Linked DNA regions of Zea mays: region 1 is linked to region 2. The links are chromatin contacts, called in public Hi-C maps. All regions are on one chromosome and are shown on one strand. Each heading gives the region's core, a stretch centred on a gene start, on an enhancer-like site or on the middle of the called end of the contact. The rest is flanking DNA. Distances are from core to core; before and after follow the strand shown. Region 1 has its middle 95 kb from the start of LOC103650478. Region 2 has its middle 68 kb from the start of LOC103650478.

Region 1 (2,759 bases), core at 80-2,579, 160 kb after region 2:
AATAAATCGTAAGGTCACTCCTTCATGGGCCTGGGGAGGAACGACCAGTGAACCAGATCGACATAAGGCCGGGTTGGTGCAAGCCCGGACGACCCCACAGCGTTGAGCAAGCGACCGCAACAGAAGATCCGACTTTCCCGCGCTGGAGCCCCGTACGACGGAACCAGGCGAGGATAAGTCGGCAGAATCATAAGAAGATAGACTAAAACGGTTCACTATCTTTTAGGTGCACATTGTTATCATATCCACATGTATTGCCTCACGGTCGAATATATAAGGCCTAGGGGGCACCCCTTCAGATCGATCGATCCCATTACTCAGCCATCCACTCCATCTCTCTACGCTCTAGCTTCAGAGAGCTACCTTGTAACCCGTTACATAAAGCACACTTGCCAGGACGTAGGGTGTTACGCATCTCAAAGCGGCCCGAACCTGTAAACACTGTCCATTATTCCTCGTGCATCTGGCACGAACCATTTAGCTACAGTCGGCGACACCGTCCTACTCCTAAAAACACCTTGAGGGGCAACCCCGGGTGTGCGGTCGGACCCAAAACACCGACAACATGCTTTTACTTGTGACGAGCATAAAAAGATGAAAGGCAAAAAGAAGGTTGAAAGCACAAGCTCCTCAGGTGAAGAAGAGAAGAATGAAGAAGATGATGATACTAAAGAAGATGATCAACCCTCCATATCAGCCTCCTAAGATGAAGAAACTGTCCAACATGTTGGAAAGGTAATGAGGATGATTCACAAGATTATCTAATGGGTGTGCCCCTGTAGGTCGATGTAACACTCAAAAATCACATTTGGATGAATTAAAGAATTCTCTAAAAGAATTTGAAATAAAATGACTTCTATAAATGGTTTTCTTCCTTTATAAAACATAGCTCTTTAATTTAAATAAATAATAATAAGTAGTAAATGTGGAATTTTGGAAGAACCTTTAAATTTACATTCAAAAGAGTATTTCTTAATGATGTGTGTACTCCACATTTGAAATATATATTTCTAAATAGGAGAATAAAATAATCTTTATAAATATAACTTGCATTCATGTTGGGGTTTTTATTTGAGCACTTAAAAATGCCGTAATAGTTAAGTCTAATTAAATTTAAACTAAAATTTGAATTTGAGTATGAGTTGAAATTGGGAACACAAAATAGAAAAGGAAATACAAAACAGAAAAAGAAAACAAACCTCGGTTTGAGCCCAATCCCCACCGTGGCCCACGAAACCCCTTGTCGCGCGACCCAGCACACCTGTGCTACTTGACCCATTTCTTTGGCGTCACCGGTCACTGACGTAGCGGGGCCCGCCTGTCAGACCCTCCGATGTGTGCGTGGGCACCATGGGAGACACTGGGCTGTGGGCCAGGCTGGTCAGCCGGGCGTCTTCCTCCCTCAACGACCGCTCCCATGAAGTTCGCCACCGCGCGGAGTCCGAGCTGGCCCACCCATGTCGATCCTCTAGCAGCTATAAAACGTGGTGCAGAGGCGATGCCTTCCCTTCTCCTTCACGCACCTAAGGTCAGCGCCAAAGCCGCGGGGCAGGGAGTGCGTCTACATCGGTGCGCAGGAGTCAGAAATCTGCGTTGCCATGGATCCTCATCTTCGTCGGTGCTCGGTGCCTGAGTTCGAGTCGAAAGCTTGCACAGAACCAAAGTGAAGTCGTCCGCGACACTTACAGGCGGAGTCGGCGTCTCTCACGCACCGAATTGCTCACCGGGGCAAAACTTGTCCCGGGACCTGCCCTTTGCGTGAACTGGCTTCTCCTCGTCACCAGCGCCGGTGAGAACTCATCTGGGTCGTTTGCGCTTCCCTTCTTCTCGTATAACACTAGTTAGATTCGAGTTTGGGGCACCAAGGCGCTTGCTCGCGTTTCTCCGGCGAGGGAGTCGCTGTGCGGGCTCTACGCGCTGTCGTGGCGAGCGGAGGGAGGTAGGCGATGCACGCCTGCCATTGGATGTGTGTCGAGCGGCAGAGATTAAATCGTGGGGCTTGACGACCTTGACCGTTGATCCAACCCGCGACGGCCGAAATTAGACCACTTGTGTACCGACTGGGGATGCATATCTGAGCCGCCGATCTCGAATCCTGGGACCGTAGCCGCGTATCGCTTTATAATCTATCTCTAGACGTCAGATCAAGATCTAATGGATCTCTTGCGCCCGTACCTAAAAGGAAAATGTGCCCTTGGGCAATTTCTATAATGTTTTGGTGATTAAGTACCCAACATGTTTAAATTAAGTTCTAATGTGCCAAGTAAAGTGAGAAGTGCAAATCAAAGAAAAAAGTACATTTCTAGACTTAGTACATTGTTTTGAGTACTAATGTATTTTGTCTAAGTGCTAGAAACAGGGAGAAAAGAATTGGAAAAAGAATTGGCTCTGTGCAGCCAACTCCAGCTCGGCTTGGCACACCGGACTGTCCAGTGGTGCACCGGACAGTGTCCGGTGCGCCAAGCTGGTCCGCGTGAAATGGCCGCTCTCGGGACTCGACGGCGGCGTACGACTATAATTCACCGGACTATCCGATGGTGCACCGGACTATCTGGTGAGTAGTCCGCGGCGAACTCGTCACTCTCGAGAAACGGAAAAGGCGACGTGGCTATAATTCACCGGACTGTCCGGTGAGCCAACGGTCGGCCGCGTGATCCGCGGGCGACGTGTGGCCCGCGCCAACGGTCGGAAGGGGCACCGGACTATCAGGCGTGCCAACTGCCCCCGAGGACCAACGGTCGGATGCGCCAGAAAAGGAA
Region 2 (3,009 bases), core at 314-2,813:
CAATTTGGCTTTGTTTGATGGTTGATTTCCCGAAGATAGTATGACTTGGTCGCCAGGGTCGATCTTCGGCACCTTCGTTTCCACTTTCTATGTCAAAATCTTCACTATCATTGGAACTTTCAGATATTCCAGCAAGTGTCCCGCGAGCAATCTTTTTTGTGTTGGTCTCTTCCATGGCTTTGTAAAACCCAGAAAGAGCTAGGTTGTCAACCTTCTTCTCACCAGCCATCAAGTCTTGTTGGAATGCCGAAGCCCACAATTTAATCAAAACTCGGAGGAGTAAGAAAATTAAGAATGATGAACACGGTGCACGCACCTAAAATGGTGCAGCAAATGTTATCAATGTGAGTCCCTATTTACATGCCCAGCGCCTCACGATTTGGTGTGTCCTACATGTCAGTGACTTTCGCTATTCTAGCGAAGGGAAGGTGTTTTTTCGTACCTTCGGCTAAAGGCCTTCGTTCACGTCGCAGTCTAAACTTGTTACGAAGAAACAAATTAACACTGCGAGGGGCTACTGTTGGGGGCCTTCCTCTTCCGAATGTCCTCAAAAACATGACTAATCATATGTTTTCAGTATGACATAGACTGTTACAGGAGGCTTCGGCTTTGGGATGAAGGTTTTCTCTCATGGTAAAGGCATGCGTGATATGAAGATACAACCCGAAGGTGATATGGGTGGACGCCGAAGCTATGGCTGAAGGAGCTTCGACCTAGTATGATGACGAAATCAAGTACGAAACCGACCTAGCAGGGAAAAGACTATTAGTCATTGATAACTCGCAATATGATTAAGAGTAAATATCAAGGACATAAATGTAATTTTGTCCGGGCTGCGTCCCGTGCCTATAAATAGATGAACAATAGCACTGTACTGTTCAGGCTGGATTGTAATCTCTCTCGCGTCATCTTTGCATTCCCATCTTCTGGAGAACCGAAGGTACCTTTGTATTGTAAATATCATTAATGTTGATTCATATATGCGGATATGAATATAAAATAAATTGTGAGGATCTAATCATTGTCTTTCATTCTTTATTATTCTCTCACACTCTTATTCATATTTATATTTATATTCATATTCATATACTGAGATGTTGAAGGTATGTCCTTCATTACCTTCGTCTAAAGATTATTATATCCGAAAGGGAATAATGATTCGAAGAACGAAGGTATTTTACCATTAACAATTGTGTTGTCTTGTTCTTGATCTGAAACATTTGAGAACAGGGACCAACACTTCCTAGATATTAATTTAAGAAGTTTTAAAAAACTTTTATCTAACAGTTATGTAAAATAAATCTCTAAATTAATAAATTTCCTATAAAACACAATTTTATCTCTACATTTATGTACATATATGTGTGTGCGAGACAGTAGTCAGTGTCCGCCTGGCCGGTCCCCTCACGCCCGACGTGAAAGTGGAGCACGTCACTCGACAAGTACTCGAGTATGGCAGATCAGTGTCGTGCATTCATGCCTACCGTGCATGGTGGTGTGCAGTGCATCTCAGTTTAGTCCCACCTTAATTGGAAGCTTTAGATAGCGACGCTAGACCGCTAGACAAGCGTTATAAAAGAAAAGACCATGTCGCGGAGCAAGACGTCAAAGACCAAGGCTCTGAGCTGGTCCACTAGCGCTTGGGTTTGTTGGCTTCATGGGCCTGCTTTTGTTTCGGGTAAATTCCAATAAAACCCTGTTTGTTTCGTTGGAATTGAATTCCATTTTAATAATTATAATTTAGACAAAGCTGATTAAGTTCATATATTTATATATATATAATATATTTGTATATTATCCTAAATTATATGAAAGAGATAGTTATATACTACATTTATGTTATAACGAAGCAAGTAGAAGAGTGTGCTATAAGTTGTACATCGGAAAAATAGCATATAAATCTATAGAATCAATTTTCATCTCTCACCCAATGAATTTGAGATAGGCTTATATGATAACTTTGGAAAGTGCTGGAATGTCACGTTCTAAAAAATAACTTATTCCATTAGTAAGATTTCAATTCTTCAAAATGAAAGGAAACAAACGGGGCCTAATTGTTTTTGGTAAATTCCAATTAAAATCAGTAACTAAAGAAAATGGTCGGTAAAATGCCACACCGGTTTTGATACCTGTTCCAATAAAAATTTCGATTTTGGTATATTTTCCAATAAAAATTGTGATATCGATTTTGTTCGAAAATGGTTACCGGAATTCCGAAAAAATCTATTCCAATAAAAATTCCGATATCGATTCGGTTTTTGAAATACCAATGAATTTGATCGGCAAAATAAAAAATAGTTACCGGAATTCCGAAAAATTCTAAAATCATTTTCATCCCTGCAAGCGTTCACCGGGTTTACTAGGTTATTCTTAGTCAGGATTTTATTTGAGTTTTATCTTTATTTAATGTTCCACTATAAGATGATATGACAAAAAAATAATAAGGAGAAAGATAGAAGAAATTCTGTAGAAGGTGATCGAGAAAGGTTTTATCAGAATACATAGTTTTATCCATACGGATTCAAGTCTTTAATACTCCCTTTGTCCCATATTATATTCGTTTTGGGGTTCTAGTGGGTCATTTGATGTATGTATTTTAAATATATATCTAGATTTATCATTATCATTTATTTAAATATAGATGTAAAAAGAAAGAGTTAAAATAAATATTATTTTGAAACGGAGGGAGTACAGACAGGGGTGATTTCTTGACAACTGCGATTTGCCATTAATAAGCAGCGACGTATATGGCGAGACATGTTAGCGATTGCGCGGGTAGCCCGTGAGCCCACCTAGCCCATCTTGTAGGACGTGGTGAGGGTCCATTTCGGTCTCCAATCTCATCGGACATTAGTCTTGGTATCGACTTGGATTCTAGTTGTTAGAATTCGCTTCTTAGATTGTTTTTTTGTGAAAATCACTTACATCCTGTTTAGATTATTAGAATTGAATTTCATTCTAATAATAATAATTTAAGTATATATCAATTAAGATAATTTGGTTTTATAA

The links. Hi-C and Micro-C count contacts between places; a contact is called where the count stands out from the background.
Region 1: a Hi-C map of ear shows a contact between it and region 2, with 2.2 times the contacts expected there. The contact joins two enhancer-like sites. A contact is called at or near these places in 2 of 25 Hi-C or Micro-C datasets (ear and leaf).

What each region holds. Positions count from the first base shown.
Region 1 is chr3:120,725,337-120,728,095 of Zm-B73-REFERENCE-NAM-5.0, forward strand. No RefSeq gene overlaps it. Among protein-coding and RNA genes, the nearest start is that of LOC103650478, 95 kb to the left of the region's middle. Within about 2 kb of position 1,330, at least 17 of the 20 cell types and tissues checked have an H3K27ac peak or open chromatin away from gene starts, as enhancers often do. A contact at or near this core is called in ear and leaf, where this site is marked.
Region 2 is chr3:120,561,703-120,564,711 of Zm-B73-REFERENCE-NAM-5.0, forward strand. No RefSeq gene overlaps it. Among protein-coding and RNA genes, the nearest start is that of LOC103650478, 68 kb to the right of the region's middle. Within about 2 kb of position 1,564, at least 16 of the 20 cell types and tissues checked have an H3K27ac peak or open chromatin away from gene starts, as enhancers often do. A contact at or near this core is called in ear and leaf, where this site is marked.